Linked DNA regions of Danio rerio: regions 2 and 3 are each linked to region 1. A link is a contact called in public Hi-C and Micro-C data. All regions are on one chromosome and are shown on one strand. Each heading gives the region's core, a stretch centred on a gene start, on an enhancer-like site or on the middle of the called end of the contact. The rest is flanking DNA. Distances are from core to core; before and after follow the strand shown. Region 1 holds the start of lmo4b (LIM domain only 4b). Region 2 has its middle 210 kb from the start of lmo4b. Region 3 has its middle 150 kb from the start of lmo4b.

What was found. Hi-C and Micro-C count contacts between places; a contact is called where the count stands out from the background.
Region 2: a Hi-C map of an unstated tissue shows a contact between it and region 1, with 2.6 times the contacts expected there. The contact joins the enhancer-like site here to the promoter of lmo4b in region 1. A contact is called at or near these places in 1 of 18 Hi-C or Micro-C datasets (an unstated tissue) and 1 of 4 datasets of contacts at active chromatin or transcription factors (embryo).
Region 3: a Micro-C map of caudal fin shows a contact between it and region 1, with 2.4 times the contacts expected there. The contact joins the enhancer-like site here to the promoter of lmo4b in region 1. A contact is called at or near these places in 1 of 18 Hi-C or Micro-C datasets (caudal fin) and 2 of 4 datasets of contacts at active chromatin or transcription factors (embryo and gastrula embryo).

The regions. Positions count from the first base shown.
Region 1 is chr6:28,424,867-28,429,786 of GRCz12tu, reverse strand. It overlaps lmo4b (LIM domain only 4b), which reads left to right and starts at 2,892. Exons shown (of 5, transcript NM_212689.2): 1 at 2,892-3,262. It also overlaps a transcript of kyat3.2 not described here.
Region 2 is chr6:28,212,643-28,217,562 of GRCz12tu, reverse strand. It overlaps a transcript of kyat3.2 not described here. Among named protein-coding and RNA genes, the nearest start is that of lmo4b, 210 kb to the left of the region's middle. Within about 2 kb of position 2,977, at least 3 of the 62 cell types and tissues checked have an H3K27ac peak or open chromatin away from gene starts, as enhancers often do.
Region 3 is chr6:28,276,428-28,281,347 of GRCz12tu, reverse strand. It overlaps a transcript of kyat3.2 not described here. Among named protein-coding and RNA genes, the nearest start is that of lmo4b, 150 kb to the left of the region's middle. Within about 2 kb of position 2,652, at least 8 of the 62 cell types and tissues checked have an H3K27ac peak or open chromatin away from gene starts, as enhancers often do. A contact at or near this core is called in caudal fin, where this site is marked.

The sequences.
Region 1 (4,920 bases), core at 1,643-4,142:
TCTCTGAAATGAGGCATCACGGTGAATACTCTATATCTCTTACCGGCTTGAATTGGTTTCCCCTAGAGGACACAAACTTCATTATGAGCTCTTTCTCTGCCTGTGTTGGGGTATCAATACTTTATACCGTCTCTCTGCTGTTTAAATAGTGCTGTTTCTCGATGGCTGTTTGTAATCACTACACTGCTGCGCTGTAGGACATCAGGAGATCAGAAAAAGAGGGGTTCGATGTTGCTCTTTTCCTTCGGATCCCCCAAGCACCCCCTTCCTCATTATTGTGTGCGACTATCATATTGCAAAAAAAAAAAAAAAGAAGAAGAGAAAGAAGTATTTTTTCTTGGCCATTTGTGAAAGGCTCATTAAAACAGCCCAAGAACAAACAAAGCTTCTCCTCCGAGGCCCCCATTCAGAGTCATCCCATAATTTCCCACTAGTTTTAATAGTTGAGATAAATTAATTATTCCTTCGTGGAAAATACATTCTTTGCTATCTTTGGCTCATTGTTCTTGTTGGAGAGAATCGAGCCCAATCCTGGGAGAAATAGAGTTGCCTTTCCTGCAGGGAAATCAAACTGCTCGCTGCAATCAGGCAGGACCAGTGACAATTAAACCATTAGTATCTGGTATAGGAGACTCTTTACACAATGTACATCTTACTAATGAATCCAGAGGCAACTCATAATTACACAGTTTTGTCTTGTAAAGATTAGCTGCCCACTGAAACTCAGCTGAACATCACGTATAACGCTTCACTCGCTGCTCCTTTAGGCTGAATGAAGACGGGTCTCTGAGTGTCAATTCGAAACTTTTATATAGATATCATAAAAATAAACAAAAGGGTGGTTAGTCAGAGACATTGCTCAGTGGTCATTTTTCTTTCATTTATTGTGTTCATGTTTTCATGAGAGATGACACTAAAATATAAACGCTCGCAAAAAATGAGTGCACTTGTAAGTCAATTTTAAGGATATTTAGTCTTGCTGAAAAAAAGCTATCAATTTCAGGTTCTCTTTATTGTGAAATGACAATGACTTCCTTGCCCCAAAAATTGCCACAAAATGAGCAATTGCCCTCACAAACAAATCATAGTCACACTTTTTTTGATGCTCCGTTTGTTGAATTTAAGCTACATTGCAACTAATTCTCATTAGATTAATTAGACGGTTAGGGTTAGGGTTAGTGCAAGTTGACATGTACTGTACTTGCTAAGTTTCTTATAGACCATTCTGGGGGTGTAAACAATAACCTTTCCTGTCTTACGTTTTTAATTTCCATAACTTCCAAGAATCCAAAAAGATTTATAAATATTGTTATGACAGATGTTTTAACATAAAGTTAAAATTGAATTGCCTCTTGTTACAGTTAGGAAATAGTTTAGGGCCAATGAATGACATCACCTCATTGAAATGGTCTATAGTCAGTTAAATGTCTGTTGAAGGAGCAGTATCAACAGATATCTAGCAGACAGTCTACTAATACTCAATTGGACCATCAAAATAAAGTGCTACCCAAATCATCTTTAAAAGCCTTCGGACATAAAAAATGATGTTCTTTCTTGGTGTATTTGTGACCTTTGTAAATAAATAGAATAACAGTTGTTTCATGATTTTGTGACATAATGATGTGCATGACATGTTAACCTTATTATTGAATATTTTATTTTATTTTAAAGAATTTATTAAGGTTATGCTAAGTCTCAAAGCTAAATCTTAGAAAAGGCGACCAACAAATCTATAGTTTTAGTTCTCATTTATACCAGGGGATGGCGCCACTGTTATAAGAACATGAGCGTGACTTCTGTAGTGGTGTAGTGAATTTTCACTTTGTCCATGAAACCAAATAGACTTTTATATAGTTAACACAGCCCTCAGTCAATCTAATATGAAATAGATGAAATATGTATATGGGAACACTTAAACACTGGAATACTTACTAATAGCATGAAACTTCCACAATCAGTTTTGTAGATATGGAGCAGAAGTTCTCCAGATGAAGGATTTGCTCTGCAGACATTCTTTCAATGTCAAAGGAAAGGTAGAATAATTCATATCTGCACAAAAAAAAAAAAAAAAACATATATATATATATATATATATATATATATATATATATATATATATATATATATATATATATATATATATATATATATATATATATATATTATTGTTGTTGTTATTATTATTTTTATTATTATTTTATTATTATTATTATTTTAATACCACATTAGTATTAAGTAAACTAATAACTGTAAAACTAAATATTTTAAGTATATTTTAGTTGAAGAGTCATGTAAAATTTATAATCATATTTAATCAAATAAATTAACTACATTTGATTACAAATATATAAAGACAAATACATAAATATATAAGTAAAAATGAAAACCAATTAATAATGTAATATAACAGAGACTAAAAGTAACAGAAAATACAATAAATATATCTAAACTTTTTCTTAACATGCAAGACAATATTCAGGGAGCTGTGATTTTATGCAGATGTGAAAACTGTCAACTCCTTTAAATAATAAATATTATGAATGTACGGTTCTTGTTGGTCTTATGCTGTAAATGAGGAATTAATTCCGTATAAAATGTTTTTTTATTTAAAAATGTTTCATTTTGGGGACCCCTTGTGCGCTTACCGAGGCCCCATAGTGGGACCCGGTCCCGACGGTTGAACACCTCTGCCCTGTCCAACCTCAACAAGCAGACAGCCACTCTCAACCGCAATCTTTCCTTCTTTGAACAGTGTGTGTCGAAGTCAACCTCGCCTTCTTTTGATTGGCTGTATTCCTCATTCCGCTTGAATGGAGTGCGTCATGATTGGCCACAGCCTGATTGACGTCATCCTGCGAGAGGAGGTTTACTCTGGGTTTTTTTCTGTCACTGACACATGTAGAGCACAAGCGACAAGCAGCGGCGAGACATCAGCGCGCGAGAGAGGACAGTTACAAACACAAGCGCTCTCTTCATCTATGGAAATTACCGAAGACCTTGCCGACAGCTCCATCAACAAACCCGCCGCCGAGCTTTTCAGTGATAATAAGAGCATCTGAGAAAAAAGGTGACGGCAACAGTGGAAATATAATCTGAAAACTCCATTTGCTTGACTCTTTCGCAGCAGCGAGAAGTGTTCATCCACGCGCTGCTCCGTCTGTGAGTTTGTTGGACTGTGCGCGTTATTTTTTATATATTTTCTACAGAGAAAACAGACTGCTGTACATTTCTCACCACCATTCAACCATTACATTTCAAAGAGGTAAGTGCACTTCTCTTCAACTAACCGTATTTTGCTTTATGAATGGTAATATTTCGTAGTTTGACGAGACACGTTTGTTACGGAGCGACAGAATTGATGTTGCAGAAAAACACTACACACGAAAGCATAAAAGATTACAGTTACTTAATGACTAGATTTTATGTATTGTGCTTGTGTGCAAATTGTGTTGCATGTCACGCACTTATACCGTAATAATGTACGTTAGTGAATTAAACATGAGCGATGCGCGTTGTTTCATAAGAAGACCACATAGGTTATTTAGACGTAATCTTGGAAATTGCTGGCATTTCGAGTTTAATATCTTATTAGTGCATCTTAAGTGCGCGCGTGCTGTACAGATGGTCAACAAACCATAACACAAGTGCAATTCTGTCCATGTTGCATTGTGCATTCTGGCAGGAGCAGCTGTATTTAGTCTCCAGCACCGCGATCTGTATTACTGGCCATGGGCTGCTGATCTGTTTTATATTTCTGCACATCCCCTCTCTTAAATTGCCTGTCCGTGTAATTACTTGAGTTTGCCCATTTGACTTAAAAGCCACCCCCTCCCTCTCTTCAAATCTCCCCTCTTCCCTCTTCCAGGGAATGAAACTTGACGATGGTCCGATCTTATTTATCTGGGGGAGTCACTTTCGGTCTCTGATTCATCTCCCTTTAGATTTAATCAGCACTAAGGTATTGCTTGTCCCTAAGAGCCTCCACTAATGGGGTTACTGAATGCCTCTCTCTCTCTCTTTCTCTCTCAGTGCAATGTTTTCTACCCCCCGCCTCTCTCTTCTCCTCTAATTACCTTTCAACAAAGATTTGGCTTACAGCCTTTCACGAATATATCTTAAATTTTAATCTTTCCCACTTCGGTCCAGCAGCCCTCCTTATGAAACCTGGGAAACATTGCACACACACAGTACTGATGGATCAACAGAGCAAAGCACAGAACTGCAATCGTAAATGAGGGTTTGTGGTTAATGTGATTTCTGTCAGAGGCAGATATTTCTGTAGGCCGGCATTAACTGATTTCTTGCATATGCAGAATGATCCAACATAGTAGGGGTAATTTCACGCAGCAGTGACCAGTCCCCAAAGCGAATGCTGCTGAATGTTCTTCATGATGTTGGCTGGAAATCCGTCATCTGATAACCTTAGTGAAAGCAATTGGAATATGTCGACCTCTGAATGGGTCGTACAACTTTAAGGCTTCCTCAATTAACTTCTCCAGTTCTGGCAACAGTAGCATTTGGATTCCTCTCTCTCTTTCTCTCTCTCTCATGAAGGTTCAGGAAAATGTACTTTTAAAGCAATGCAGACAACCTAACAAAAGCCAGTGCTTCTAATTGTTCCAGTGACTTTAATGTTATCAGTGAACAGACATTTATCACAAATGGACCAAAGGAGCTGACTTCAGCACTTAGATAAAGATCAAGGACAGCCTGCCACTTTAAACAATTCTCAGACTTGCTTGAAGGCATTATATGCATTTAAATTATTTCAAAAGAGCTTTTAGGAAGCGTGCCTCCCAAAACATTCAGTGTTTTAGGTCACTGTTCAGGCTCCAGGTGTTTTAGATATTTCTAAGACAAAACTTCTGTCAGAAGTTGAGGAAACTTAGGTGTGCTTGCTTTGTGAGATGTGGATTTAAG
Region 2 (4,920 bases), core at 1,728-4,227, 210 kb after region 1:
ATTGTTTAAACTCAACTTTAAAATAATTTTAATAATAATAAAAATATTATTATTAATAATAATAATAATAATATTAATAATAATAATAATAATACAAATGTTCTTAATCCTTTTTAAAACAACCTATTACAAACAATGCATTTCAAATTGTGAAAAATTTGAATATGTATGATTAAATATTTTTTATAAAACTACCACACATCATTTATTATTTACACTTTTTAACTTCAATTCAGTCTTTGTTAATCTAATATATTTATAATAAATATGAAATGCAAGGCACCTGCCTCTCAGCAGTAAACATTACATATCTCCACAGATGATTGAAGTGCACAGCTCTTCTATTGCTCAGATCATTCAACTCAAGTACCATCCACTTAAAGTTACATTGGCTCGAATTACATGTAGAGGTTATTCAGCACTGTTGATATTTCAAATCAATTACTCGCTCTGTCAGTTAGTCTATTACTCACATTATAAGGGCTGTCACAGCATGCATGGGCTTTTGAGTGTACAGATAAATATACAAACTTTTGTATAGCGTTGTGGGGCAACAGTAGATTTCCCACATGTCTTTGTTAATTGAAAAACTGGGAATGAGAAGTTCAGCTGTAATTGTTCACAGACACTTCAGGGATAGCATGAATTAGACTTTTTTTCAGCACAGATTGTCAACTATTTCTACAGGAAAAAAAAAAAAAAAAAAAAAACTTTTTCTTTTGTTCAAAACACTGTCATGAAACTTTATAATCATGACATGACACATGCCATGAATGTGAATGCTCATCAGTTCCCACAGGTTTGAAATATACTTGCCATGGTAGCCGAGTTGAAACACATATGGCACATACATGGTTAACTACCTGTGACAAAAATAGTAATTTGATTTTTAACAATACTTTTCTTTATTATGACACTGTTATACACTGTTTATTTTTAATGGGTTAAAGTTTTAAAAAAGGCTGTTAAAATTTACAAAAAATATACGCTATTTAGGGCAGTTCATTCCGCTGTGGCGACCCCAGATTAATAAAGGGACTAAATGGAAAATAAAATGAATGAATGAATGAATGAATAAACAAATGAATATGCAATGTAGGAGCCATGTGCACACATCTGCTCTCTCTCTTTCTCTCTCTCTCTCTCTCTCTTTCTCTCCCTCTCTTTCAATTGAGAAAAACATAAACAGCAAATGAGAAATCAATTACAGGAAAATCAATAAAAAGAGAAAAAATTTTCCTAAAATATATAATACATACAAAATATATAATATATTTAAAACCTAGTCCTTTTATTAATGTAGGGTCACCACAGCAGAATGAACCACCAACTTATCCAACATGTTTTACGCAGTGGATGTCCTTCCAGTTGCAATCCATCTCTGGGAAACATCCATTTACACTCATTCACACTCATACACTATCGACAATTTAGCCTACCCAATTTACCTGTACTGCATGTCTTTGGACAGTGAGCACCCGGAGGATCCCCACACGATTACGGAGAGAACATGCAAACTCTTCACAGAAATGCCAACTGACCCAGCCGAGGCTCAAACCCACAACCCTCTTGCTGTGAGGCGACAACACTACCTACAGCACCACCACTTTGCATATATTTATTAATAATTCAATAATTTTTTAATCGTTTAGATTATAAAAAAAATCTATTATTTACTTTTTCTCTCGGGCCGTGCATTGTCTGCCATGACGCCAAGCGGAAAGTAATCTTTAATAAAAGAGTAATGCCAATAATTCAACAACTTTAGAAAGCAAAAGCAAAAGTCGACTCCCGGACATTTTAGGAAATGTTTGGGAAGCACTTTCCTTATGATAACTGTTATTGAGTGCCATTTGCTCAGTTGTGCAATTTTAAATTGGAAAATGACATTGGTTGTTGTGACAACTTGATATAAAACAGACAACAAAACTTGTCATAACTTGTCAAACATGACTGTCATGTGACTTAAGAACATTATTCTGATCATGTTTTCAGTGGAACAAACTGCATTTGTCATTAAAATGTCTCATTGAAAGTGTCATTACCCTGTCAAATAATATTTAACAGCATCATTCACATTTAATATTTTTCTTATTTAATAAATGACTTAATGCCTCAATAAACAATTGGTGGTGTTTGGATGTGTGAGACACAGAGCACAGATGCTCTTATTTCTGGACGTCATTAATAATATAATAACACTAATACTGAAATGGTTACAATGTTTTAGAATGACCAAAACAACATTTCAGATGTTTTACAATGTGCTTAGCCGGCTAGTTTGTCCATTCACACACATTTTTTATAATCCCATGATCGCCTATAACACAATCACATCACTTTTTTTAGTGCACATACTGAAATTTGTTCAGTTAGTGTTTCCATCAAAGTTATTCTTTTCTTGTTGAATAAAAAGTTTATCCTATTCCATTATGCACATTTGTTTTTTTATGCGCATTTTTAAAAAGTCTGTGTATCATGGCATTTCCAACAACTGATTTTTTATGCACATAAAAATAAGATGGAAACGTAGCTAAAAAATCTTTAGCTAAGGTTCCAGTGCTCTATTTCCTTCATGTGTTAAATTGATTGTTCACCAAAAAATTTAAATGTACTCATTATTTACTCCCTCAAGTGGTTCCAAACCTTTATGATTTTCTGTAATTAATGACTATGTAAAACATGTAAAGGGTGAGTAAATGATGACAAAATTAAATCTTTTAGGTGAAATATCGCTTTTATGCATCATGGTTTGGCTCTGGTACCTCTATTTCTCCTTCTCAAAAAACGCTAACATTTCTTCAGGTAAGCATCCTGCGCTAACAGGCCCCACTAGCACTTAGCTCCACTCGCTGACCTTTAGTTCCACTCACACCGTATACAAATGACTTCAGTCAAGCCCACTCAGAAGACGCAGCACAAGCAAAGATACTCCAAGTCGATTGTTGCCACTCTCTCTCTCGCTCTCTTTCTCTTTCCGCGGCATTATCTTCTCGCCTCCGCTCTAATGACTTCCCGCCGAGAGAGGCCCTGGCGAGCAGCTCCGGCTCTCGGCCCCTAAGAATAGCATTAGACACAAGGTTATCTAGGCATTACACTCGCTGTAACATGCAATTAGCTCGCCTCCTCCATTTTCATTACACAATTATTCATTAATGTCAATTTAATTTTATGCATTGTTCTACATGACCGAAGGCTGATTACTGGGCCCTTGCACTCCAATATCCCAAGTTAACCGGTGGCAGACTCACTCGCCGGACCACTAATTGCAATTTAGCCCCAGACAGCACCTCCCCTCTTTAGTCCGGCTTTAATGGAGGAACTGATTCTGAGACAGGTAACGATTGGAAAGACAAAGTGCCTCTAGCTGAATGGAAAACAAATGCCCTGCTGCTAAGCTGTTTTCTTTGCGATAGCACATGAGGTAAAGCCTTTGTATTCCGAGGGTATGGGTTAACAGAGTAATATGCTCGGTGTTGCTAGCTTGATACTTTATTCGTCTCTTGCCTCCTTCCGACTGTAATCTGGCTCAAACTGGGAAAGTGTCGCCGGAGTTAATATGATAGTCAGGTGAGGCCACACTGTGATGTGTCGTCTAACACGGCCATGAATTAAATACCGCTTGGTAGAACGCGAAGCTGTCGACAGATTTCACAATGCAGCCCGATAAAATGAGAGAATTCACAACGTAATATGACCGAAACAAATTCTTGGTAGATTAGAGTCACAGTATGTGCTCGCTGCATGCTGACTACCCATAGTGTTGCTCAATATGTTTCAGGAGCATCTGGACACCCTTGACGTGCTGTTGCGTAATGTAAAAAGACTTTCAGGAAGTTGAATTAAATATGATCTTGCATATTAATTAACAAATATGGAGCTCAGAGATGTGGTTTGCTGTGTGTCTTCTTCTTCAGTTAAAAATGATGTGCTAAGATATGATTAATAAAAATGATGTGTTGAGTCCTCCACCAATAGTATTGCTTGTTGTGATACTTAGTGGATCTTATGGTTTGTTAGTGTGTTTGGTAGCCTCTTTGAAAATGCATCCATGAGTCAGATTTAGATTTTTCTTTTCCTTATTCTTAATTTTATACATGAGATAGCATATATTATTCCTTTTTTGTTGCACCATTGATTTATCAATTCTATAATAGACCTATGCTGATTTGGTGATCAAATAATATATCTATTTTTTAAGTTAAATGTAGTTGAGCAACTTAATAGCAACAACTTTCTCTGATGTCACAAGGAAATGCAACTATTTTATGTATTATGCGAAAAGTGGGTAATTCATACAAGTACATGCAATTTAATTCATTTGAAAACATATGTTTTTTGTAAAAGAGGAGGGCCTCCAAACCTAAACCTAACTCTCATTGGGGAATGAGCAAATAATAGTAAAATCAATGAGAAAAATGAATGAGATTATAAACTAGACTTAATACTGTGCATAACATTGTTGTGTGCTTCCCCATGGGCAGAAGTGTGATATGGCTTTTTATCACCACTGGTGGGACGATATATCCGCCACCAGTGATGATATAGCCGATATACAGTGGTAGCCATATTGCACTGCTAAGAGTGTGATATTGTGTTTATAGAATAGTTCAATGGTATAATCGTGTATATCAAAAAGAAAATCAAAAACAAGAGTCTAAAAACCCTTTTGTAAGAGGAATTACTTTCTTCTGCCATTCATTCACATCTGCAGCTGAGGTCAGAACAGCAGAAACCGTTGCTACTTTAGTCACTCTAGAGCTAGTAGAGCTTAGTAATTCTCTAGCGTAATGTCTAAAGTGATGACAAAGGTGATTTTGCATTTTCGCATTTTAAGATTATAAGGCTGAACAACATGATATGTCATCAGTCTACAGAGATTTCCAAGTATTTCTCTGTTGCAATCGGGAGATCACAATA
Region 3 (4,920 bases), core at 1,403-3,902, 150 kb after region 1:
GTACCTACTGAAAACTGATGAATGAAAAAGGTACAAATGGTAACATCATATACACAATGGCATCTGACGGTGAAATCAAAAAAAATAGTAAGTAATTTATAAACCAGCTAAGCACAAACAAAACTTCATCCCTTCTGGTTCATATTCACTCATGCATTTTTATTCACTCCTTCAAGCAAATTATATTAGCAGATGTAGTAATACTAATGTAGAGAATAGTCAATAAGGGTATAGGGGCGATTTTAGATAGAGCATGAGTTAAGAGTGTGAACCATGAAAAGTCACCATCGATGGATCTCTGATAATACAATTAACTGTGATGATACTCAACAAAAAGATCTGTGCATACTTAAATTTAACTGCGACTTTATTAATTTTCATGGTATCCAGTGGAAAAAAAATGTATAAATAATAATAAAAAATATTTAAATAATTTTTTACTATTCATTTAAATATAAACTGCCAGTATGGGGGAAAAATAGCATTAGCAATTTAAGTGCAATTAGCATACTTTCTTGGCAATATTCTATTTATAGTAAGTGCAAACAGCTCTCCATATACCTGACATATAATAGATCTAGCCCAATGCCTATTATATCTACCCTTAAGAAGTAGGAGTTATTTTCAATAAAATTATATAATTAGATGCTATGTATGCTTTATATTAGCAGATTCATTTGCACCTCAGTACAGTTATACGTTAACATTATGCAATAATATGTTATTCGTTAAGCAATTCAATTTTTATATAATTTACTTTAATTTTATTGTAAATACGTTATAATGTGATATGTGACAGGAAAAGTGAGAGAGTGCTTGGCAAAAGTCAAACTTAATCCTTGTTGTTTGTGGCATGTACACTAATTCTCTGTTCTGCCTACTCCGCCAAAGCTGTTGTTCACTTGTTGTTTTATAGTGTGTGATTTTGGAAGGCAGAGTTATTGTAAATTATTACTTAGTAAGTGGCACTCTAGATAATCTTGTTTTGTATTTACATTAAGAATAGTTACTAATACATTAGCACATAAGCAATTTAGACTTAATTCAACTAGAGAAGCCAATAGTTAATAATTACCTAAACTGACGAGATGTAGTAACAAATGTTTCCCAAAACCAAAATTTGCAGATACATAATAATAATTAATGTCATTCTTTGTCAAATTATAATGTTGGATGACACGGTGGCTCAGTAGTTCTGTTGCCTCACAGCAAGGAGGTCGCTAGTTCGAATCCCGGCTGGGTCAGATGGAATTTTTGTGTGAAGTTTCCCTGTCCTGAGTTGCAGCTGGAAGGGCATCCGCTGTGTAAAACATATGCTGGGTAAGTTGGCGAAAAAAAACTAAAACCAAAAGACTCATTTATAAAACTAACTTTCTTTATAAAACAGGTCTCTGACCAGTCAGGCATAGAAGCCAAATGTGAAATGTTCAGCCTGATCTCACAAGGAAATGTACCAATTTTACCCTTTAGTCACATTGGAATTATAAGGTTCTAAATGATTTTGAAATATTGAGCTTTAAAGTTTTCGCATTCCATAGCAAACAGTATGAGTGTTACATTTGTTTTTTAAATAAAAAGTCTTAAAATTTAAACAACTTATAAAAAACATCCCATAATGTAAATCTGCTAATTTATACAATTCATACGATTTCAACTCCTAACCCTACCCCTGTAAGGGGATAAGCAAATCTTACTAAAATGTACTAATGGGATTGTACAAATGAATATAAATTAAATCAAATCATTACAATTTTTCCAAAAATTGCATTGGACATATTCAAGAATCCTGTTTAAAACGTTACTATTGGTGCTGTAATTGAACTTTTGTTGAACTAAAAGTTTATCTGCAAAGTATTTTTGCTTTCGGAAAGTAAATACTTTATTAATGATGGTCAAACTGACTATACACAGGTTTTTTTTTTTTTAAATATTTTATATTAGTAGTATTAGTAAATAAATAATTAAATAAATACATAAATAACATAGCAGCTGACAAACATCCATAGAGGTTTGAGTACTGTGTGTGTGTTTTCTTCACGTATATATATATATATATATATATATATATATATATATATATATATATATATATATATATATATATATATATATATATATATATTAAAAAAAACTCCTTAGGTTACAACAATGAGAGAACGTTTTAAAGGTCAGATCAGGTTCAGATCTTAACAAAACAATTGTGTTTATTTATCAAGTGGTTTTGTTGTTGCTTTGACTGAAAAATGTAAAACTTTACATTTTTCAGTCACAGCAACAACAAAACCACTTGCATGCAACTGATTACATATAATTGTAATAAATTAAATTCAAATCATTTTAGCAATCAAAATATTTCCAATAACATATCAGAGAAAGCTTTTGTAAGTATGTTGTTGTGTTTTCATTCCGTATCCTGAGGCCTAGTCATTAGGGCTCCACAGAAAACAAACAAGCCGCCTTTGTGAAGCTAAACAACCCTCCTGACTACAGCTTGTGGCTTCACACCTGTTCTCTCTCTCTCTCTCTCTCTCTCTCTCTCTCTCTCTCTCTCTCTCTCTCTCTCTCTCTCTCTCTCTCTCTTTCTCTCTCTCTCTCTCTCTCTCTCCTTGGCTTCAGGCATGGAGAACTCTGTCACAGCCCCACATTGTGTGCGTTTCTGTGTTTGTGTGTGTGTGTGTGTGTGCACTCTTGCGCCCTCAGGCACTTTGTCGCTGACATTTTGTTTTATAGCCTGTTTTATTAATATTCTTGCCACTTACCAAATTAATATCTGAGTTGGTGAGAAATTTAATAACCACAAAATATTTTACAGGAAAGTATTTACTCAGAGGAAGTAGATGAATAGATCGCCACATCCTCGATTCATCTCAGAAATAAACCAAACAGCTATTATTTTTCCAGCAATTTTTTTTGTAGGCCACACAGAAGGCTCCCTTACAGAGTATTAACACGGGTGTTTATTCCTCCTACAATTTCAGCTCTCAGTGCTTGTGTGTTTTTCAGTGATTAAAAGCCCTGATAAATTCACAGGGAAGTTCTTTTTTGTTCTTTGTTCAGTGGTAAAAACTTGTAATTTGCCATTTTGGTAAAGTGACAATACATTTATTTATTTTTCCAACTTTATATAGTAGATTGCTTTTACTCTTTGGGTAATTTTAGTTTTGTTTTGGGTTAATTTTGTTAAATTAATGATGTAAGTTAATTGGCATGAAAGTAAATGACTATAGGGCAATGGTGTCCCAAAAAATGAATTAGTGTCAATTAAATAATAATAATAATAATAATAATAATAATAATAATAATAATAATAATAATAATAATAATAATAATAATAATAATAATAATTGTTGTTTATTTATTATTAGTTTTTCATTTTGTGTGTAACTATTATAATTTTGTACTGTTTTTTTGGCCCATTTTCTACAAAGAATATGTTACAAACGAGCTGTTAAGCTATATCATCACCAAATATTGAATTACATATTTTTGTCAACTTGTTTTCTTTCAGTTGGGCCTTGTTTTGTGTAATATTTTTTGGAACTAACTGATTTCACATCAAATATACTAATATTTTGCTCAAAGATCGGGTGAATAAGTTCAGATCAATGAGGCATATAATCAATCATTTACATAATGAAATCAAACCTGTAGAAAAGTTGACAAAAAAAGATCAAATCCATTATTTGGTGATATAACATAAAAGGCAATTCACAGTGGGCTTCTATGCACAGCTAGGGTTTTAAAGCCAACGATAAACTTCTGGTGAAAGCTTAAGGTAACTGTTTTTTTTTTTTACAAGGTTGTTTTTATAGCATTGATGTTGTAATGTAATTGTAAAACATTCAGTTAAAAAGACTTAAGCATTCATTTAGTTGTTCAAGCATAAAAGGAAATAAAAGACCGTTGTAACCAGTGCTATCAATAGCAATAGGCTAGCGCAGATATTCCAATGAAATACTAGGGTAAAATAAACGTGAGAATTTTGCACGCATATAGCCCGTTCAACAGATCACAAGGGCTAAAACAAGAACTTCCTAGAAATTTCCAAACAAGTAAGTTGTTTTGATCTCCTCAAATAACTTTTTTTGGCCTGATTTTGTTTTAAAACGACATTTGATTTTGCAAGAAATATACTGTAAAAGGGCCTTAACAAATTACCCTAGAAAAAAAAAAAAGAAAAACTTGGAAATAAAAAAGGGGGAAGAAAAAAGCCTGACAAGCTAACCACTCCTGGTGTGATATCTGGAACAGCATTTAATTAGTGTCGCTGCCTCATCTGCAAATGCACACCGCCGCCTCACTTGTGTTAGAACAGCTATTCATTAATTAGATTCTTTGTGGCAAGTGCCACTGAACTATCTGCAATGTTTAAGGTTGCATCAAGCCGCAGTAAGTGCTTTCCTGATAGCAGGACACATCCATCTTCATTTCTCAGCCTCTATGTTTGACTCTGCCCTTCAGCCAGATGGAGAAAAACACAGAGAGAGAAAGGGAGAGATAGAGAGAGAGAGAGGAAAAGAGCTTCAGAGAGACCTGATACGATTCATCCCAGGCAGACCCTGAACTTTCACCTCTTTTTATATCCGCACAGAAGCTAATTAATTTACAGAGGTAAAGTGGGTGCCCACTTGTGGAGGCGTATAAGAGCTGCTACGATCCTATGGCAAATGGATACAAACCAACATGTGGAGCTTTTCTGGAACTCGCTGGAATAACATCAACATCAAAGTCAGACAAATATAAACAGGCCAGATTCCTCCAGCAAACAGATACGGGGCGTGAGAGGAGAAACTGTCCCACTAGCACACAGATACTTTCTGAATGGCCTTTTCTTCCTCCCTGTGGTCAAGACTAGTACCTACACAACCCCAACCCCCCCCCCCCCCCCCCCCCATCCAGCACCTGAATGTAAACACTAGT